Regions from separate parts of the Pan troglodytes genome. Here region 2 is linked to region 1. The links are chromatin contacts, called in public HiChIP or PLAC-seq maps. All regions are on one chromosome and are shown on one strand. The core of a region is the stretch at or near the end of the contact, and the rest is flanking DNA. Distances in the headings are between cores, read along the strand shown.

The links. HiChIP or PLAC-seq counts read pairs in DNA pulled down with a chosen protein or histone mark.
Region 2: an H3K4me3 HiChIP or PLAC-seq map of stem cell-derived excitatory neurons shows a contact between it and region 1, with 8 times the contacts expected there. The contact joins the promoter of ANKRD49 here to the promoter of VSTM5 in region 1. A contact is called at or near these places in 3 of 7 Hi-C or Micro-C datasets (blood, induced pluripotent stem cells and stem cell-derived neural progenitor cells) and 1 of 1 datasets of contacts at active chromatin or transcription factors (stem cell-derived excitatory neurons).

Annotation. Positions count from the first base shown.
Region 1 is chr9:95,966,364-95,972,580 of NHGRI_mPanTro3-v2.0_pri, forward strand. VSTM5 (V-set and transmembrane domain containing 5) reads right to left here and starts at 2,329. Exons shown (of 4, transcript XM_016921825.4): 1 at 2,123-2,329. The coding sequence starts at 2,213.
Region 2 is chr9:96,591,192-96,597,408 of NHGRI_mPanTro3-v2.0_pri, forward strand. ANKRD49 (ankyrin repeat domain 49) reads left to right here and starts at 2,663. Exons shown (of 3, transcript XM_001142795.7): 1 at 2,663-2,818; 2 at 5,371-5,717. The coding sequence starts at 5,460. It overlaps MRE11 (MRE11 homolog, double strand break repair nuclease), which reads right to left and starts at 2,657. Exons shown (of 20, transcript XM_016921830.4): 1 at 2,467-2,657; 2 at 1,561-1,685. The coding sequence starts at 1,580.

The DNA of each region.
Region 1 (6,217 bases), core at 1,079-3,578:
CCAAAGCACAGGCTTCATTCAGGCAGGCACACATTCATTTAACGTCTTTTAAGGGCGCAGGCCCTGGCTAGCACTGGGCAAGTGCTAGGGCCCCTGAGTTGAAACAGAGTGCTTGCCCTCCTGGAGCTTACTGCTGTGCATGAGGCAGGTCTCAATGGAAAACTGCAAACTTTTACCTGGCCTCCAGGTTTTGCATGTGCCATTTTGTCTGGTACACCCTGCATTCCCTTTGTCCTGTCCCCCGAGCTGCTTCTACCCATTTGGCAGGTATGGGCGGGTGGGGCTGTTTTGGGGAAGTTTGCTCAAGTCTGGATTCTGAGACGCTAGGGCTTCCAGAACATGACACCTCTTGCCTCTCAAGGCTTGCCATTGCAAGGCTGCCCCTCTTGTTTGCATGTCTGTCTTCTCCATGACACCTAAGCTTCCTGAGAACAAAACTGTGAACCACCATATCCTAGGTACCCACTGTGGCCTGCTTCCTGCAGGGAGAGGGTACAGTCAATGAGTGAGTGAATGAATGAATTATACGCTATTGCAAATAGCTGGTCCCTGAGCATGAGGGGTATCTGAACAGATGTGTAAGTATGGTGATTAGAAACAAGTGATAAAGGTTTGAGAAATAATATAAAAAGCCACTGCAGTGACAAACACACCCATCCACCTGCTCGAGACTAACAACCAACTGTTTTCTTGATCCATAGCTGCCAGAGGAACATGCCTCTGTCTTACTGGGTTTCTGAGATTTGCAACCTCTCAAGCTGGGTTCTAGCCAGAGAGGTGTAAAAGCCAAAAATGTTAGATCGTTCAGTCACCTTGTATAAGTTAACATAATATTTTTTTTCTCTCTCTCCTTTTCTTTTTCTTTCGCTTTGGAGAAGGTCTCATTCTGTTGCCCAGGCTAGAGTGCAGTGGCACAATCAGGGCTCACTGAAGCCTCAATCTCCTGGGCTTAAGTGATCCTTTCACCTCAGCTCCCCCGCCGCCCACCCCAGTAGCTGGGCCTACAGGCACAGGCCACCACACCCAGCTAATTTTTTCATATTTTTACTACAGAGAGTTTGCCATGTTGCCCAGGCTGGTCTTGAACTCCTGGACTCAAGGGATCCGCTGGCCTCGGCCTCCCAAAATGCTGGGAATACAGGCGTGAGCCCCTGCGATCGGCTTATAACATTTCTGTGCCTCAGTTTCCTCACTTGTGAAACAGGAATAAGAGTAGTTTATTAGGGTTGCCCTAAGGACTAAATGAGAGGGGTCTTGTAAAGTCTGAGGGATGGTGAATGCATAAATGCTTAATAAGTGCTGGCTCTTACTACAGGGCCTCTCACCTCCAGCGGCCCTGCTCTGTCATTCTCTAAACCTCAGTTGGCCCATGTGTAAGATGGGAGTGCGAATGGTAATGATTAAATGAGAAAGTAAAACTGTGCTAGGATCTGTTGTTTGTGTCCAAGAGAGCCTGTGGGACTACGCTTCGCATCCAGGCTCACCAGGCTGGGGATTCCGGGTCCGGCCATCCAAAGCAAATCTACTCAGTGCGCTGGTCGCGAGGACCACCTCCAGCCTGGGGACTTCAGGCCACAACGCCCAACCCAAACCCCAGAACCGTTTTTCTCACGGGAGCAGGCTGCTGTGGGTTCGTCTGACTGATAAGGAGGCCTGATTATTATTCTCCTGGGAGATGACCAGGAAGGCCATGGAGGGGTCCCCACAGTAGGGGGCGGCGCATGGACTGCAATCTGGTTATTCCAGGAAAAAGAAATAAAAAATGTTGCAGAGGCGGCGGCCACAGGGCTGGGAGCCGGTTATCTCTGGGCCACCTTCCAGCTCTGATAACCATAGGCCGGGCTCGCCGGGTGGGGCGGGCGCCCCGAAGTGGGCCGGGGCGCCGCGGCCGGTAGCCTCTGCTTTGCCCAGCCCCTCCCGCTACGGTCGGGCGCCGGGTCTCCAGGCCGCGCCCAGCCCCACGAGGAAGCGGCGCGGTGCCTGCCAGCCGAGCTCACCGCGCGCCCTCAGCCGGACAAGGTGGGCGAGGGCCAGGGGGGCCGCTGCTAGACCCCGGGGCCCCGCCCGTGCCCCCCTACCCATTCCCGCTCCCCCAGCACCCGGGGCGTCCCCCGGAGCTTACTCTGCAGACAGCGGGCTGCGGCCAGGCAGAGGGCGAAGAGTCCTAGGGAGATGCCTCGGGTCTTCCTCCTCCCGCTGGGCAGAGGCCTCATGGGCGAGCCCGGGGCCTCGCGGGCCGGGGTGTGTGCTGGCCGCACCGCGCTGCAGCTCCTATGCGGCCTTCTCTCTTCCTCCGCCTCTGGCTGCCGCAGGTTCTTTAGGGCCAGATGCAGATGAGCTGGTTGTACTCTGGTTGAACCAGTTCCCAAGGATAGGGGGGGCGGGGGGGGGTGTTGCGGGGGAGAGAATTAATATGGGAAGGAATGGGAATGCACAGACTCAGAGGTAAATAATGGCAAATAATGAGCAGCCTCCTTCCGTTCACACCCATTTTACTGGTATTGATTCAAGGTTCGGCTGGATGCTAGGTGGCAGGAAGGAGGGAAAGTATTAGCTATTGCTTCAGGACAGAGCTAGTCATTGGCATCATGGGCAAAGGGAAGGCTTTTAGGAAAGTGAAATGACAGCCTGGAGTGAGAGGGATGAGGGGAGGGGGTGGGGAGACTCAGGCTGCCCTGATGGGAACCACTGCACAGTGATGATATCCATCCATCTATCCACCCATCTGTCCATCCATCCATCCCTCCATCCATCCAGGAAATGTTCACCAATCGCCTGCTTTATTTGCACAGAGCCTCGCACATGGCAGTCACTCAAATAAACCGGTGGAATGAAGCTAGGCACTGTGTTAAGTGCTGGGGATACAAGGATGTGGGCACCTGTTTAGAAATCCTAGCAAGGGGTGGGGGCTGCAAAAAATGAGCAACCGCTAGGCCGAGGCGGATCGGATCACGAGTTCAGGAGATCGAGACCATCCTGGCTAACACAGTGAAACCCCGTCTCTACTAAAAATACAAAAAAAAAAAAAAAAAAAAAAAAAAAAAAAAATTAAAGGGGCGTGGTGGTGGGTGCATGTAGTCCTAGCTGCTCGGGAGGCTGAGGCAGGAGAATGGCGTGAACCCGGGAGGCAGAGCTTGCAGTGAGCCGAGATTGCACCACTGCACTGCAGCCTGGGCGACAGAGGGAGACTCCGTCTCAAAAAAAAAAAAAAAAAAACAACCGCTGTACAGTGCATATGTCGCTAGGATCAGAGAGGCCCAGCATGCTCTGGGGGCTCAGAGCAAGTGTAATTAGTCTCCAGGAGAGGTCGATGGAGGGGTGGGGCAATCAGTTTTGGTCCAAACTAGTCATGAAATTATATTTCACTTTGTCAAAACTAGAATTTCTAGCCTCACTTGCCACAAGGGATAGCAGTGTGACCCAGTGCTGGCCAGTGATATTTAAGGGGAAGTCTTTTTGAGGTGTTTCTGGAAAAGTTTTTGCTTTCCTCATAAAAAGGACAGCTAAGGCTGGGACTTCCCCTCCCCCTTTCTTTCTGCCTTGAAAACATTTATTCTGTTCAGATCTGTGGCATGTGTCTTGCATCCATTAAGTTACATAAATGAATGCAAAAACCATCATGCTAAGTAAGGATGGTGGAGCAGGAAGATAGAAAGACCTAGAAGGGCCGGGTGTGATGGCTCACACCTGTGATCCCAGCACTTTGGGAGGCTGAGGCAGGTGGATTGCATGAGCCCAGGAGTTTGAGGCCAGCCTGGACAACATACTGAGACCCCATCTCTACAAAAAAATATAAAAATTAGCCTGGGCATGGTGGCCCACGTCTGTAGTACTAGCTACTTGGGAGGCTGAGGCAGGAAGATCACTTGAGCCCAGGAGGCAGAGGTTGTAGTAAGCCATGAATGTACCACTGCACTCCAGCCTGGGTGACAGAATGAGACCCTGTTTAAAAAAAAAGATAGGAAGGAAGACATAGAAGACTATCGTAATCCACTGTACTTTCCTATCTCCTTCTGGTTTCTAAAGGAGATTTCTTGCCAATTCCGATGTGTTCCTGGTGAGGCCGATACTAGTGTTACCCTGCTGACTGGCTTGGGGTGGGCTTGTCAACCATGCTGTCCATTTGAAGTACCCTCTCTGCCAACCAAAGTATTTGGTTCAAGGATGGGCAGACAGGGCCATCAGCATCTTCCCTGGAAATGTATGGCCACTGCTGGCATGCTAAAAATGGGATATGAACCTGGGGGTACTGGTGGACGATCTTGTCTGTCATGTGGAGAGGCCCTGGATTAAGAATGAAACCAAGATGAGACAAACTGAGCGGGGAACTGAGGAAAGGGATAAAGGCCTAACTACATGGGTTGGGCTCTGGGATTCTGCATGATTGGGTTTGCCATTTATCAGCAAATAAATGCCCTTTTTTGCCTCAGCAAATTTAAGTTGGATTTTTATGATATAAAATTGAGAATGCCCTGCTAAAGCAAGCAGTCTTCTTGACATTTTTCTGTTTTCTTTATTAGATGTAAAAGGCTTCAGGAATTACTTGCATTCATTTGTTTATCCATCAAACATCAAATCTGCCCCCATATCAGGCAATGTGCTAGGCACTGCAGCTCCAAAGATGAATAATAACTCATGATTCCTAGTCTCAAAATACTCACAAACTAGTGGAGACAAAATGATTCAAGTTGGGAAAGGCTTCCAGACACAGAGGTCTCTCCTGCTAAGGCTAAGTTGAGAGGAAACTGGCTGTTCTGCTTACTGCTGTGAACCCTGGAAATCTGAGACAGGTCTCAATTTAGAAAGTTTATTTTGCCAAGATTGAGGATGTGTGTCTGTGACACAGCCTCAGGAGGTCCTGAACACATGTGCCCAAGGTGGTCAGAGCACAGCTTGGTTTTAAACATTTTAGGGAGACATGAGATATCAATCAACATATGCAAGATGAACATTGGTTCTGCCTGGAGAGGCAGGTCAACTTGAAGCAAAGGTGGGAAGACTCGATGCAGGAAGGGGTGTTCCAGGTCATAGATGGCTAAGAGACAAATGGTTGCATTCTCTTGAGTTTCTGATGAGCCTCTTCAAAGGAGGTAATCAGATATGCATTTATCTCAGTGAGCAGAGAGATGAATTTGAATAGAATGGGAGGCAGGTTTGCCCTAAGCAGTTCCCAGTTTGACTTTTTCCTTTAATTTAGTGATTTGGGGGCCCCAAGAATTTTTTTCCTTTCACATTTCCCCCCTTTTCTTTTTAAAAAATTTTTTGAGAAAGCACGTTAGAAGAAACCAAGTCTCTGGGCTCAGATTTCATTGGATCTCTCGTGGCTTAGAATGGTTTATTCGTAGACAGGTAGGTGCCAAGTTATTAGGAAAGCTCATTATTAGCAGGTTGTGAAGTCTCATGTCCTATGAAGAGAAAATAGGGGGAGGAAGGGAGAAAAGCAGCAAACTAAAAAATAATTCTGAAAAATTGATATAGGCCACATTATACTGTGTAGACAAGGATGAGGCCAGTTTTCCCAAGGGCTTTCATTGGCTCCATCAGGCAAGTTTGATTCCTTAAAGGAAAGCACACCATTCCAGTCAAAGCCTTGGCAAAATAACCAGTTTCTCCAATTTTGTCCTGTTACAAATGAAAACAGATTCTTACTGCACTTATGCAAATAAGTGTATTGTCATGAGTTAATAATGCTCACAAATAGTTTCCAAATTCTGTAGAAATCAAGTAGAGAGAAAACAAATATACTCCACATTTTGTTCATAGGAGTATATTTTACTCAATTATTAAAAGTTGTAAATAGCTTAAAAGTTTTCTTGACTCTGAAAAACAAAAGAAAGGATCAGCAATGTTTCAGTTAAAAAGATTACTTTAGACTTCTATTAGCTTAGTCCATGTAGATAATTTTTGTTATGTTTGGTATTCATGAACATGTCAGCTCTCTATGAGTCCTGAAAGTTTTCCTCTATTCTGATGTCACAATCTTCAAAGTTATCAGAAACCTGTATTCAAGAGCACCTGTTAGAGTCATATAGCCAATAATAAAACCACCTCTTAAGAGGACCAACACAAGACAACAATTGTCTGTGGATGACAAAATGTTTTAGGGCAGCCATAGTCAAAGACACAATTGACAAGTAAATTCGTTACCTCTGTGGCACACAATAGTTTAACATAACAGTTATAATTATTACTGATAATGTACACTAAGTCATATCAG
Region 2 (6,217 bases), core at 1,413-3,912, 630 kb after region 1:
AGTCTTACAAACTCATGTAACCCAGGCCCAAAAGTTTGCTTGTTTTCCTCAGATAAATAAACTTGTTATTTATCTGACTTCGTACTCTTCCAGGAAAATCGAAGTTAATTTAAAAAGCCTTCCTCTAAGTTTATGAGTCAATTTTATACTAATATGCAATAATTTACATTCAGGCCCTTGAAGACACTTGCATGACTCTACTCTCTACAGAGTTAGATTTCATTAATAAAGTTGGCCAACACAGAATTGTTTCAGTTTGAATTTGGTAATATTCAAAGGTATTTTAATGTGAAGTAGCAATGTAATAGTTATTAATACTCTTACACTAAATTTAATTGTATGGAATACTTTTATTTTTATGATCTCATCTCAACCCTCACAGATAAAGAGTCAGGCATTATTATCTCTGACAAATGAGAAGGCTAAACCCAGAGAAATTAACTGCTTTATCACATAACTAGTGACAGAAACGGGACTAAAACCCATGATGAAAACGCAGGCTATTTTCAATAAACCACAATGAATTTTTAAAAAATCTCTGTATATATCTCCAAAATTCAAATCTTTACAAACAAAAGATATTTCCACAAACGATTTCTCTTCAAAAACTTCAAAAATGATATGCACACAGTTCTCACTGATATATCCAAGAAGGTAGGTCAGAATACTTTTCAAATCATACTACTATATGTTTCTGTAGCAATTTATGAAGTATTTTCTCATGAATTCTCTCATTTAAGCCTCAAAATTAATCTGAAAAAGGTATAATTATTCCAATTATACCAATGGCAAAATTGAGGCAAGGCTCAGAGAACTGCTGACTTGCCCAAGGTCACACAGCTAGTAACGTCCAAGGACTTGAAACTAGGGTAAAAGACTCCAAGTCTAAAGTCTTTCCCACATAACTTTTTTTTTTACGATCTCGGCTCACTGCAACCTCCGCCTCCCGGGTTCAAATGATTCTCCTGCCTCAGCCTCCTGAGTAGCTGGGATTACAGGCATGCGCCACCACGTCTGGCTAATTTTGTATTTTTAGTAGAGACGGGGTTTCACCATGTTGGTCACGCTGGTCTCCAAATCCTGACCTCAGATGATCCCGCCAGCCTCGGGCTCCCGAGTTATGTGTAAAAGTGCACATAACTTTTACAGTCCTTTTATTTATTCCCATTCCATTCAAATTCATTTCCAGCTTATTTAATACTAGAGGAATTTACTCTAAAAATCTTAAACAGAACTGCATTGACTAATAAGAATTTGTCAGGAAAATTCAAGAATATTTATCACTTCAATAATTTAAGATGAAGCCTAAGAACATAAACAATACTATATCAATATATCAAATTACTGCAAGACTCCAATCTATAGCTGCATATTAGCTTCTAGTTAACAAACAGATAAATATTTAAAACATTCCAAATATCCTTTTTGATGACTAATATTTCTGTTGATAAGCAGGTTCCTTATTTACTGCTTATTAAATAAGTTTTCTTTTACTGTGATCACAGTTGACGAGCTTTAGAAACCCCAAATAACAAGGGATTCCAGAAGTCAGGTGCTTACAGTGCATCTGCAGTACTCATTTTTATGGTCAGTCAAGCTCCTCTGGGACCAGGTTCTTCTCCAAGAACCCCTGGGTCCTGTACTCAAATGTCAGAAAATGCACTCGATTCCAAATTCTAGAAATTCTAAAAACAAAATTACATCATAAAACACATTTTTTAAAAGCCTGCACGTATTTAACCAACATGATTTACGCTGCACAAGGTACAGACGTCTTAATTAGACTGGCAAATCTAGAAGTCTCATTTTCATCTAAGCACCCACTATACTTTTATTTTTTTAATGAACTGAGCATAGAAAATAATACATCTCCAGTGTACATCCTGTTTCCTAGTTTCACCAAGATGATTAAACTCCTATTTTCCTTTCCCGTGCTCTTATGGGAAATTAATGTATGCTAAATAAATGGGCAGAAAGGGTCACATACGGTTCTGGTTCAACACACAAACAACTCTAGATGTGCAGATATTTTTAAGTTGCACGCATAGGTTACTCTGGAGAACAGAGGCAATCCTGTATTTCCTATTCAAACCCCACGATTTTTTGTAAAGGACCTGGCTAGTTTGGAAAAGGGAACGGGCCCGCGTTTAAAGCGAGTGTAAATAAACAAACACGTGGTCTGCGGAGGAACACCTTTAGGCACCAGCAGGATGACTGAAAATAGCCAGGTTTGGGGAAGAGTGGCTGCCACCGCGAGACAACCCCCACCACATCTGGAGCTCCAGATTCCGTCGGGATTCCAAGCCTCAACACGCCCTCACCGCAGGGAACCTCGGAATCAGAACGCTGAGCCCGCCAGGACCCCTCCCCGGCCCACTCGGCCCGCTCTTTCCGAGGTTCCAGTTAACTCTGGGCTTCCGCCTGGGAACCTGCAGAAATAGGAGACGAATGCGATTCCTAAATTACCCCACTGCTGGACTCTTCAAAGCCCCACAATCGCGACCCAAGGCTGTCTTCTTTTCGGGAAGAAAGGGCAGGATCCGTGAAAAGAAAACAACACGGTCTGAACCTGCCTCTGAGAACCCGCAGGGCCGTAAACCTGAATTCCGCGGGAGAGAACGGCGTCCGTTTCTCTCGCGACACTTCATGGATAACGTAGACGCTTCAAGTCCAGTTCGGCTCTCATTGGCTACCGCACGCAGTGAGGGGGCGGGGAAAGTAGCGGCGAGGCCCCGCCCTCACGCAGGAGCCAATCCTGAGCAGGCTAGGAGACGAACCCGGAAGTGAGATGCAAGGCGGCGATTTTCCCTTCTGTCAGGTGGGTAGTTATTCCCTGTCCCGGACCTCGCTTTTTGATGGACCGGCGCCATCTAAGAACTCCTGAGCCCGTGGGGGTGGGTAGCCTGTGGACACAGGCCGAGCCCTGCAGGTCAGGCCGCGTCGTGGTCCCCAGGTAGGACCGAAGCCGCTTCTCCGCTCTTGGCTGTTTGGAAGGCCGCAGGCGGAGCTCGCGGGCCTGTGAGCTCCCGGCTGGTGGCAGAGTGCTGGAGCTGGATCCCCTCTCCCTCCCTCCCAGTCGCCAGACCCTCTACAGGTGTCGCCCCTAGGTCCTTGAGTTCAGCACATCTGCATTGCTTTGTGCTGAGAGCAGTAAGATGTATAGTGCAGCGAAAAATAATGTAGAACTTTTGAATTAGAACGTCTGCCCTTTCAGTTCCATTGAAGGGTCCTTGATCTAGGGCAAGTTGTTTTAATCTATCTGAACCTCCTTCACCAGTAAGGTTTATAGCCCCGCCTATCACTGAGTTGTTTGTAAGGAGTTGACATAGTTCGGATCTCTCTCAAAATAGGATATGCCCTTTAAGTTAGGAAACATACCCTGACATTCCTGATGGAATATCAGGAATATCATCATCAAGTCATCAGTTTTGTTTCTTAACTGTGAGTCGGGTAGATGCGCCTAGGCTTGGCTTTTTTAACTAAATATACCAGTAAAATTTTATACATAATTTTTTGTATCTGGATCTGTAAACTCAAAATTTATATAAGGGAGTTTTTATTGAAAGGAAAAGCATGTTGGGGGAGAGGGTAAGATCTATATTTGATATAATTACAAGTGAACTTTTATTTATTAGCATCTGTTAAGTGTTTAATGAATTGATGTATGGTCATTTTTGTGTTGCAAGGTTCAGGAATTAGTTTGAGAATCAAAGAAAAAGTGGAAGCTCCAGGAGAATTAATAAAACACAGAGCAATTCTGATTGGATATCTCTGATTCCAAGGGTGTCTCTGATTGGGTGACTGAAAAGCCGGATTGGCCTTAGGAATACTTTAGTAAAATTCTTACATTTTACAATAAAGTAACAGGTCCAGAAAAGTTACTGGACATGAGTAATACATTTAAACTTGAGTTTAGTGCTATTGCCACTAGTAATAAAGTCTAATACCACATTAAGATTGTATACTGTTAAACTTGTGAGATTAGGTACCAAGAAATCAGTATCTTGGGGCTATGCCTAACTCTGGAACTTCTCAGAATCCATTCCAGGCAAAATCAAGTGACAAGACTTTAATTAAATGTAATGCTACACATACTTCTTAATGCCTTCTATAGACAAGTAGGAGATAAATATAAGTTAAATGTGGTCCTTATCTTTAAGCTTATAATCTTTTAAGGGGCTAAAACAAGAACAAAGTTAGAGGTGAAATGTAGCACCAAAAAAAGTAGAAAGCAGAAAGCGATCTAAATGAGAGGATCAAGAAAGAATGAAAGAGATAACATCAGAGAAGAGCCTTGAAAGACTGATTATATTTCAACAAATAGAGTTGGGAGGCTGGTAATTCGTATTTGTAAATTATCTATTGGTTATTCTCCTTTTCTTTAATTGATTAAGGTTTATATGTTGTGTAACCCTTTAAGCTGATATTGGTTTAAAAATTAATATGGCAGCTTAGCAGAATAAACATCAGTTCCTTCAGGAAGCCTTCTTTAATCCCTTAGGACTAGGGGAATTATGAACCTCCTGTATACTCATGGTTTCTAGACAAGGTCTTGTAGTAGTACTTATCATGTTGTCTTTGCCAGACACATGATGTCTTTGCCAGTCACCTACACTAGAGTAAGCTTCCTGAGGTGAAGACATGGATCTTGCTCATTATTGAATCCCAGTACCCAGAAGTTGGCACATACCAGACATTCTATTCATATTAGTTGAATGAAGGAATGAATGACAGCCAAAATTCAGTTGAAAACAAGGAGCCAACTAAGAACTTATAGTTGCCTATCAATAAACAGGACTACTTTTTAAAGCAGTGAATTTTCCTAGGCCTGAAATTATCAAAGTAGAAATAGGATAATTAGTGTAGATGCTGTGATAAAGATATATGTACCGATGAGAGATTGGAACAGATGTCCTTTTGGGGGCTATTCCATCTTCAAGAATCCCTGATTCTTCGAAATAGTATTTTTAGGAATTAGAAGTTTTTATTTCTGCTCTATATTATCTGTGTGTCTAGTTTATAAAAATCTTGAATGCACCTGTCTTCATTGTATTAGTTATACTTCAAAACCTTTAAGCATTCATCACTGTTAGCATAACACCATCATACCTAAACCAGTAGATTAAAAATAATAGTTATAATAATATAATTGACTTAGAAGAAAACAACAAAAGTAAGAAGCATTAGACCACTATTAGATCATAGTTTGTTGTTTTCTGTCAGCATCAGTATTTAGTGTATGTAAGGGATATCATGAGAAAAACAAGAGTTTAGACAGGGTTTAATTGTATATGTTTGCAAGACTTATCTATGCAGTTGATAAAGCCTGAATTATTGTTTTACTAATAACTTTTGTGTTTGTGTTTTCAGATCTTGATGAACAAAGCAGTCATAATTCATCTCTAGAAAGATTTATATCCTGGCATTTGAAATGCTTTTTATTTAGAATAGTAGTAAAAATGGAAAAAGAAAAAGGAAATGATGATGGAATACCAGACCAAGAGAATTCCTTGGATTTTTCTGAACACTTTAACCAACTTGAATTGTTGGAAACACATGGACACCTTATTCCTACTGGTACTCAAAGTCTTTGGGTAGGCAATTCTGATGAAGATGAGGAGCAAGATGACAAAAATGAAGAGTGGTATCGATTGCAAGAAAAAAAAATGGAAAAAGACCCAAGCAGATTGCTTCTTTGGGCTGCTGAAAAAAATCGGGTAAAAAAAAAAAATTACAGAGGGAAGTGTGACAGTAGGAAAAGCACTGGGTTCAAGCCAGAAGACCTGCCTTTACTGTTATGGCCATCATACCTATCTCTTGATTGTGAGGACCAAATGAGACAATGTACATGAAAGCACATATTAAGCTGCAGAGTGTCATGCTAGGTATTATTTGGGGGTTTAAGGATAATTATCTATAAAGATAGCAAGCAATCATCTATATTTTAAAATCATTTATATAAAGTCATTAGGATCATTTAGGAAAGAGAGGATGGAAACTAACATTTATTAAATACTAACTATACCAGGTACCTTATTACATTATTTTATTTAATCGTCATGTATCCCTATAAGTAATATTCTTCTCTTTTATAGAGTAAGAAATTGAGATTCAGGAATATTAATTTGCCCAGGATCATCGAAGTGGAATGAACATCAAAAGCCTATTCCCTCTGCTTGGCCACTTCCACCTCATTTTACTAAGTTTCCCCATGTCT